Linked DNA regions of Sus scrofa: region 2 is linked to region 1. Evidence: chromatin contacts called from public Hi-C data. All regions are on one chromosome and are shown on one strand. Each heading gives the region's core, a stretch centred on a gene start, on an enhancer-like site or on the middle of the called end of the contact. The rest is flanking DNA. Distances are from core to core; before and after follow the strand shown.

Region 1 (3,980 bases), core at 65-2,564:
CATTTATAAAATGAATTGCAAGCAACGTGCTTGCCTTTCCTAGGTAGGCAGGCCCCACTTGATTAACAGCCCCTCCGCCCTTCAAGGACCACCGCCCTCCTCACGCGCCTCAGCCCTCACCCCATCCTCTGGGCAGCTGTGCCATTGCCATGGGACCAGGCGTGGAAAATCTGGGAGCTGTAAAGGAATCTGTGGGTTCAGAAGTAGAGAGGAAATTGTGAAAAACAGGAACAGCTTGGGAGGAAGGCCCCTGGAGTCCTAAGAAGGAAGAGGAGGCTCAGAGAGAGCGGTGGAAATAATGCAAACATGACCTCCTTTCTGTTGTTACAGTGTCAGCCCCAAACTGGGAAACCACAAGAAACCCAACTTTCTCTTATTTCTTGACCTCTTCCACCCTCTGACCCAGTGCTCCTACAGCCACAGCTCCTGCTTGTGCTGTTGGGCTAGTTCTGTTATATTGAGGGCCGAAAGGGCACTGTGTAGGCTCATCGCTGTTAGAACATCGTGTCTGTGGGAACATGCATGTTGCGCTCCAGAGGGCCGACTCAAGAGCTTTTGGATAAGAACCCACTAGTGAGTGAGAGATGCAGGCCTTGCATTGAGGACCAGTCCCAGGTTTGTCCTTGTGCATCAGGGGGGTGAAATGGGTGCCCATAGGCTCTTATTTCCTGAAACATATGGTCATCAGTAGGTATTTCTGTATGTATGGATCCAACCAGAAGGAATAATGAACCCAGTTAACTTGTGACTCAGGGCTATGTAAAAGAACCAAGTTAGTGATTTCAACAAAAAATAAAAAAGTTTCTGAAGGTGGGTATAGTTACAAACCCATTTAGGTAACCATACCTGATTGAATGACAGTCACTCGGTTAGTTTTACTCAATGTATCAGACGGTGTGATGAAGAAAAGGGCTTCCCAGTGCAGCCCAACGTATCTCTCGGGGGCATGTTTTAAAATAGTGGTTTCCACGTGGCGTTTCTGTCCTTAGCTTTCTGGCATTGGGGCATTTCAGATGAGGTCATCCTTTTGGGTCCATTTCCTGAGTTGATCATTTTGTGACAGGAGAACAGCTTCTTCTATTCTTAGAGAGGGCCTTCAAGCTGAAATGCTGCCTGCCTGACTCCCAGCCCATCCTCCCCTTCCTCCCCTCCCATTCCCCCTGCCCCCCTCCCCAAAAAACACATCTCTTTTCATTGTGGAAAATTGCACATTCACAAATTGTGTTTCTTTCCTCACACCAAGCAAATTTCCACAGAGAGGCAGATTCAGGAATGATCTCATGGATGAATCATGCGATTACCCCGCTGTTTATAGGCGCTGCCTTTAGACAAAGATTTTGGTGTTAGCTGCGTTAAGGTCCCTTCATTGTCTTTCACTTACCCTAAGGGGGTGGAGGGGTGGTTTATCAATGAAGTGCTGAGTGTGAGAGGGGCTGGACTTTAGACTGAAAGCTGCTTTGATTTTGCTTTTTCCTGTCAGTTCTGGGCCCTGTTCCACGGGCTGTGATGTTATAACATTCTGCTCTGAGACAAGGAAGCAGATCCAGTCCAAGATGGCACCACGTTGGAAGAGGCGACAAACAGGACCTCTTAGGCTATGGTTGAGTTCCAGTGGATGTGTAACCTCTTTTTTTTTTGCTTTTCTAGGGCCGCACTTGAGGCATGTGGAGGTTCCCAGGCTAGGGGTCCAATCACAGCTACAGCCGCCAGCCTACGCCACAGCCACAGCAACATCAGATCCAAGCCTCATCTGTGATTTACACCACAGCTCACGGCAACGCCGGATCCTTAACCCACTGAGCAAGGCCAGGGATCAAACCCACAATCTCATGGTTCCTAGTCAGATTCTTTTCCGCTGCGCCACAGTGGGAACTCTAGATGTGTAATCTCTTAATTAAAATTAGCTCACAAGTGGTATTTTCTTTCCTAATACAGCGCTCAAGTTTTGCCTTCTACGCAGCAAATCTCTCTCCCTTTTCTTTTTGAAGGATCTGGAAATCCTGTTAATATTTAATTGGCTTTTAAATTATTTACATCTCAAAGTATTCAATCAACTGTGGTCCTTTAAAGAGCAAATGCCCAGTGGAGCTCCAGGCCAGCATTCCAGTGTCTTGAGTTTAGAGCACCCTGAGTGGAATGACCCGGGTAGAAGTCAGGTCATCCCCATCTTGGAAGTAGAAAGCCCTGGAAACTACTTAATTGATCCCACACCCACGCTTTTCCCATCTACTTCCCAGGTGTTAAGTATGTAAATTGTATTTTTTTTTAATTAAGACCAATATTGGTTCATATGCTCCCTAAAGAAAGGGACTTATTTAAATTTTTGGTTATCAAATAGGGAATCTTGTCTGATCAGTTCATGTGTTATGGCCCAGTGAGCTTTAGAAAAGGAGATGAAAGACCATTTGGGGAGTTCCCATCCAGGCTCACTGGGTTAAGAACCCAACTAATACCCATGAGGATGTGGGTTCGATCCCTGGCCTTGCTCACTGGCGTTGCCGTGAGCTGTGGTATAGGTCACAGATGCAGCTCAGATCTGGCGTTGCTATGGCTATAACATATGTCGGCAGCTGCAGCTCCAATTTGACTCCTAGCCTGGAAACTTCCATATGCCATAGGTTCGGCCCTAAAAAGACCAAAAAAAAAAAAAAGATCATTTTGTCTGTTACACAAGATGAAATCAGGAGTTGGCCATTGTGTGGTTAATAGCAACCTGGGCAACCCCCGTTGGGCACCAGGATATCTAGAGAGGCCATCTGCTCTGACCAGATGACTCCACCGTTGTGAAATCATGTGCATTCATGGCCGTGAGAACCAAAACTAAGATAGTGGTCCAGGGGGTTTCCAACCATGATGTTACGGGCTTTTATAAGAGCGCTGTGTTAAATAAATAACTTCCAGTGCTATCCTGTGAAGGATGGGTTTACACCCCCAGAAGAACCAACCTAGATTTCCACTCCTTGCTTAAGGGTGTGACTGCTGATTGGGTGGCTGTGTCCCCCAAAGCATTTTCATCTTCTGCTTTCATCTCCCTCTTCTCCCCAACCCACTTGCTCCCCAACCTCATCGGCCACATGTTGTAAAAAAATCTTTGTGCTGAGTTTTCAAAGCCTGTTTGTGGCTACAGCCTCTGCAAAAGTTAACCAACTTGAATAGAATGAGAAATGAGCTCTCACAGCTAAAGGAGTCCAAGTTGCAGTGTCACCCAGGCCTGTGGAAGAAAAGGAATCATATCTTTGCATTGTCCACGGTTTTATTAACCAGGGGTCTCCTAGCATATCTGCCCAAATGAGATTTTCTTCTATGATCTGATTGACCCTGTTTGTCTCTGAGTGCAAATGACAGCATTTAAACCTTAATGCATGCTGCATGCAATTTTGGGCAATATCCACATCTGGTATTTGAACTTGCCTTCATTCCATTTTTAGAAGGAGGTAGAACATAAATAAATTAATGTTTGAACTCCAGAGGTATCTGGGGGAAAAAAATCTTCTAGGCTTTTCAAAGAAACAGAAAAGTCCAACTTCAGTTTGCTTTTAATTACTTTCAGCTGCAGCTCTGTTATCCAGCACAATCTCCTGGTCCTGGAGGGTTAATGCTGGCATTTGAGCCAAAGAGATATTTCTATTTCCATGCACCATTTTAATGAGAATTCAGAAGGATGATCTTAGAAAGAAAACATCAAGAATTCATCACTACTCCTCTGGGACTTGTGCTTAATTCTTTTTCCCTGGCGTTTCTAAAAAGATTCTCTTTGGGTGAACCAGCAACACCAATGAGAATTCCTTTCTGTAGTCGACTCCAGTCCTTGGCTTCCAGAACATTGGGGCATTGAGAACACGCATCTCTTGCTTGCTTTACACTCACAGGTAAGGCCTGAGCCGTTACCTTGTGTGTAAATTACGTGCCGCAATATGAAGTTGCTGTTCATGTAGATCAAAACAAACAACAGCAAAGTCATATGGTTCTCGTTAATGTCA
Region 2 (4,142 bases), core at 139-2,638, 110 kb after region 1:
TTGAACGCTACTTCCTATACACATTCATTCAACCAAAACTCAGAACAACTTGCAAGGTGTTCACACCGCCAGGGTTAACATTAACAGGAGCAGCGTCGGTGACATTTTTTGAGCCCTTGCTACGAACCAGGCACTGTGCTGAATGTTTTCTCCCCTGTAATGTTTTTAAAATCTGCACGACAATCTCATGAGGGAAGTGTTGTTATTGTTGTTATTATCACTGTTACTGTTATTATCCCCCTTGTGTAGACGAGGAAACTGAGACACAAAGGGTTTAAGGAATTTGTCTATAGTGAGAAGAACTGGTCACAGCAAAGCCACAACTTGAGTTTAGGTCTGACTCAGGACCTTGCTTTGAACCACCTCTCATACTTCATCCTCAAGGATCTCACCATCTAATGGGAGACAGACATTGACATATAGGTAAGCTACAAACATGACATGATTTTGCTCTGGAAGCAGACCCAGCAACTAATTAGCTGAGGACTATTCTGCTATTACTAGTCCTGCAACAACCATAGACATCTGTACTTCCAACCGAAAAGTAACGAGAGAATGGAAATGCAGCCTCCATCTTAATGAGCCAGGCTAGGGAGTTCCCCTCATAGCTCAGTGGTAATGAACCCAACCAGTATCCATGAGAATATGAGTTCCATCTCTGGCCTCCCTCAGTGGGCTAAGGATCCAGCATTGCAGTGAGCTGAGGTGTAGGTCACAGATGTGGCTCAGATCTGGCGTTAGTTGCTATGGTGCAGCCTGGCAGCTGCAGCGCCAATTTGACCCCTAGCCTGGGAACTTCCATATGCCACAGGTACAGCCCTAAAAATAAAAAAAATAATAATAAGAGTTCCCGTCAGTGGATAAAAATCTGACTAGGAACCGTGAGGTTGTGTGTTTGATCCCTGGCCTTGTTCAGTGGGTTGAGGATCTGGCGTTGCCATGAACTGTGGTGTAGGTCTCAGATGCAGTTCGGATCTGGCGTTGCTGTGGCTGTGGTGTAGGCCAGCAGCAACAGCTCTGATTGGACCCCTAGCCTGGGAACCTCCACATGCCGCAGATGCGGCCCTGAAAGACAAAAGCCAAAGAAAAAAAAACAAAAAAAAAAACCCACTAATGGGCCAGGCTAACTGTTCCTCTTCTATGAAAAGGCTTTCCCATTAGACATGAAGGGTCAGGGTCCACAGTGTGCCAGGCACGAGAAGGAAGCCCAGAGCATGACGTGCAGGGAGCGTGAAGAGGCAGGAAGGTGTGCTTGGGGTGAAACAGCGCTGGCCCAGCTGCAGCGGGTACTTTGGCAGGAAGGTCAGTGAGGCCCCAACATGCATGCTCCACTCCTTCTTAAACAAAGAAAACTCCTGCTGACTCATATACTCCAAGAGACATCAAGGCATCTCAGCAGCCATGGACGTGAAGGAAAGAAAACAAGGCTAGGGAACAGCTTGTATTTTCACCTCTCTGCCCTAACATACAAAGAAATAACTTAAAAAAAATTTTTTTTAAGTATAGCTGATTTACAATGTTGTGCCAATGTCTGCTGTATAGCAAAGTGATGTAGTCATACATATATAAACATTCTTTCTCTCATATTATCTTCCATCATGTTCTATCACAAGAGACTGGATATAGTTCCCTGTGCTGTACAGTAGGACAAAGAAATAACTTTAACCAGAAAAAAATATGTCCAACCAGGTCTAGCTGGACTAAAGAAACTTCTGGGGAAATGCTACAGGGCAGCTATGTGAGCATCAGGCTCCAAACATGGATTATGGCCCAGAACCCAGGCACTGGTGCTCTGCTTCCCCAGGCACTGGTGCTCTGCTTCACTCAGGGCCCGTCTTCAGGGTGGATGGAGCCAGGGCAGCATGTGCCAATGGGGCAAGGCCTGCAGGAGAGGTAGTGGCCACAGAGCCCTTTCTTGCTCCTCTGAGCCTTGATTCTGGTGAGACCAAGGTCCACCTGCACCACACACCAACATAAAGCCACAGCTAGGACTTGCCGTTGTGGCATAGCGGAAACAAATCCGACTAGGAACCATTCAGGTTCGATCCCTGGCCTCGACCAGTGGGTTAAGGATCCAGCATTGCCATGAGCTGTGGTGTAGGTCACAGGCGAGGCTCAGATCTGGCGTTGCTGTGGCTCTGGCATAGGCTGGCAGCTACAGCTCCAATTTGACCCCTAGCCTGGGAAGCTCCATATGCCGCGGATGCGGCCCTCAAAAGATAAATAAATAAATAAATAAATAAAGCAAGCAAGCCACTGCTGCAGTTGAGAATGATAAACAGGAATCCCTGGGAAAAACTGCTGCCGAAACAGGTGTAGGTAAGACAAGCAGGAAAGGATGGGGAGAAAAGGAAAAAGGATGAAAAATCGAGAAGGGTTCTGCATTTATACTGTTTCAAAGTATCAAAACTCTCACTCCCCTGAAAAATCAGAGCATATATGTATGTTATATAGATTATGCAAGAAAAGACTCAAAGGAACAATTGCTGATAATCCATACCCAAAGGAAAAACCTTACCAAAAGCTTAGCAAACGCATGCGTATTTATGCATCTTAAATTAAAATAGATTGTTTCGTCAGCACATAATTCCTTGATTTATCTCTTTCAATTAACCCACTAATTATCTAACAGAGAAGGGAACTTCTGCATATATATTAGTGTGTACCCCAACACTCAAACTGTAAGTTCCATAAAGGTAGGAATCATGTTTGTTCTGTTCATATAAATAAATGTAAAATAGTACATGATAAATAAGGCAAAGAAGACTAAGGGACTGTAATATACCATAAGGGCACCCAACCTAGTCAGTGAAGATAGGAAAACCTTCCTCAGATAGGTGATGCTGAGATAAAACCCAAAACTGAACTGGGTACAGAGGGTGGGATGGAGCAGTGGAAGGGATACAATTTTCCAAATATAGCATGTGCAAAGGCCCTGTGGCAGGGAGAAACTGGGAAAAGGTAAGTTCAGCTTGAGCAGATGGAGAGAGAAACCCAGGGATAGGAAGGATGTGATGATCTGATCTACATTTTTGGAAGGACTGCTCTGGCTACAGTATCGAGAAGAGGATGGAATGGGGCTAGGAATGAGAGTGTGGGAGGTCAGGTAGGTAGACACTGCAGTGGTCCAGACAAGAAATGATGGTGATGGAGAGAATGGACCACTTTGAAAAATCAATAGGACTTGGTGATCATTTCCACTGGAGGTTGAGGGATAGAGGACATCAAAGATGACTCCCAGGTTTCCAGTTTGAATAAGGGGATGGACGCTGGTGCACTGAGATAAAACAAACTGGAAGAGGTTTGCCTGGGAAAATTATGAGCTCAGTCTTGAAAATCACAAACTTGGAACACGCAACAGAGACGTCAAGTGAGGACTGGACATAAGAGTCCAAGAGTCCCTCCCCCATCTCCCCTTCCGTTCTCTGGTGAGCAAGAATACACTATTAAATATGTCTTACCCTTGATTGTCCTGTATTCCCTTATCCCTCAGTTTTAAGTATAAAATTCAAGTATCTTTCCCTTCGGTCCATTATTCACAGCAATAAGAGTCTCTTTGTGTTTCTTTGTGCTTTTGCCATCTCTTAAAGTACTTTTGAAAAATCTTTTTCTTCAACAGGAAATGAAACTATAATCTCAATATCCTAGTGAGGTCTGCTAAAACTAAGGATTCTTTCCTTGGGAGATACAGCAATAAGTAATGGGAATCAGACCAGCTTCTGGGCACTGGAGAATATAATTTTATAATGTTCACATGGTTGCCCAAATCTTTGGAAATTATAATTAGCACTCTTCACTCCCAAGGAATGTTCCAGCAGTTAGCTGACTAACTTTAACCAACAGCTCTAAGAGAAGGACAAACTTCACCCATGTCTCTGGGATGCCCTTTCTTCTGGGTCAGGGCCTCTAGGGCTGGGTCATCTAGGAGTAGGGGCAAGAGGGATGCACAGGTACAGAGCAGGGGTTGTGGGCAGTGGAAAGAATATAGTTAAGCAAACCTTCCTATTTAGGAGGTTTATATCCCTACTTTCAAGCTGAGTTTGCGCTGAGAGCTCAGGGTTTTTAAAATTTATGAAATGGTGATAATAACACTCAGAAGCAACTGAGAGAATTTCCTAAGAGGACGAATACAGCATGTGGGG

Evidence for each region. A called contact is a pair of places that touch in the nucleus more often than the background predicts.
Region 2: a contact with region 1 is called in a Hi-C map of fibroblasts, with 2.2 times the contacts expected there. The contact joins two enhancer-like sites. A contact is called at or near these places in 4 of 47 Hi-C or Micro-C datasets (alveolar macrophages, embryonic fibroblasts, fibroblasts and 1 more).

What each region holds. Positions count from the first base shown.
Region 1 is chr6:108,196,892-108,200,871 of Sscrofa11.1, forward strand. The region is part of intron 4 of CABLES1 (CDK5 and ABL1 enzyme substrate 1); the gene reads left to right. Among named protein-coding and RNA genes, the nearest start is that of CABLES1, 83 kb to the left of the region's middle. Within about 2 kb of position 1,315, at least 20 of the 83 cell types and tissues checked have an H3K27ac peak or open chromatin away from gene starts, as enhancers often do. A contact at or near this core is called in embryonic fibroblasts, where this site is marked.
Region 2 is chr6:108,308,588-108,312,729 of Sscrofa11.1, forward strand. All of the region lies in intron 3 of TMEM241 (transmembrane protein 241), which reads right to left. Among named protein-coding and RNA genes, the nearest start is that of TMEM241, 19 kb to the right of the region's middle. Within about 2 kb of position 1,389, at least 6 of the 83 cell types and tissues checked have an H3K27ac peak or open chromatin away from gene starts, as enhancers often do. A contact at or near this core is called in embryonic fibroblasts, where this site is marked.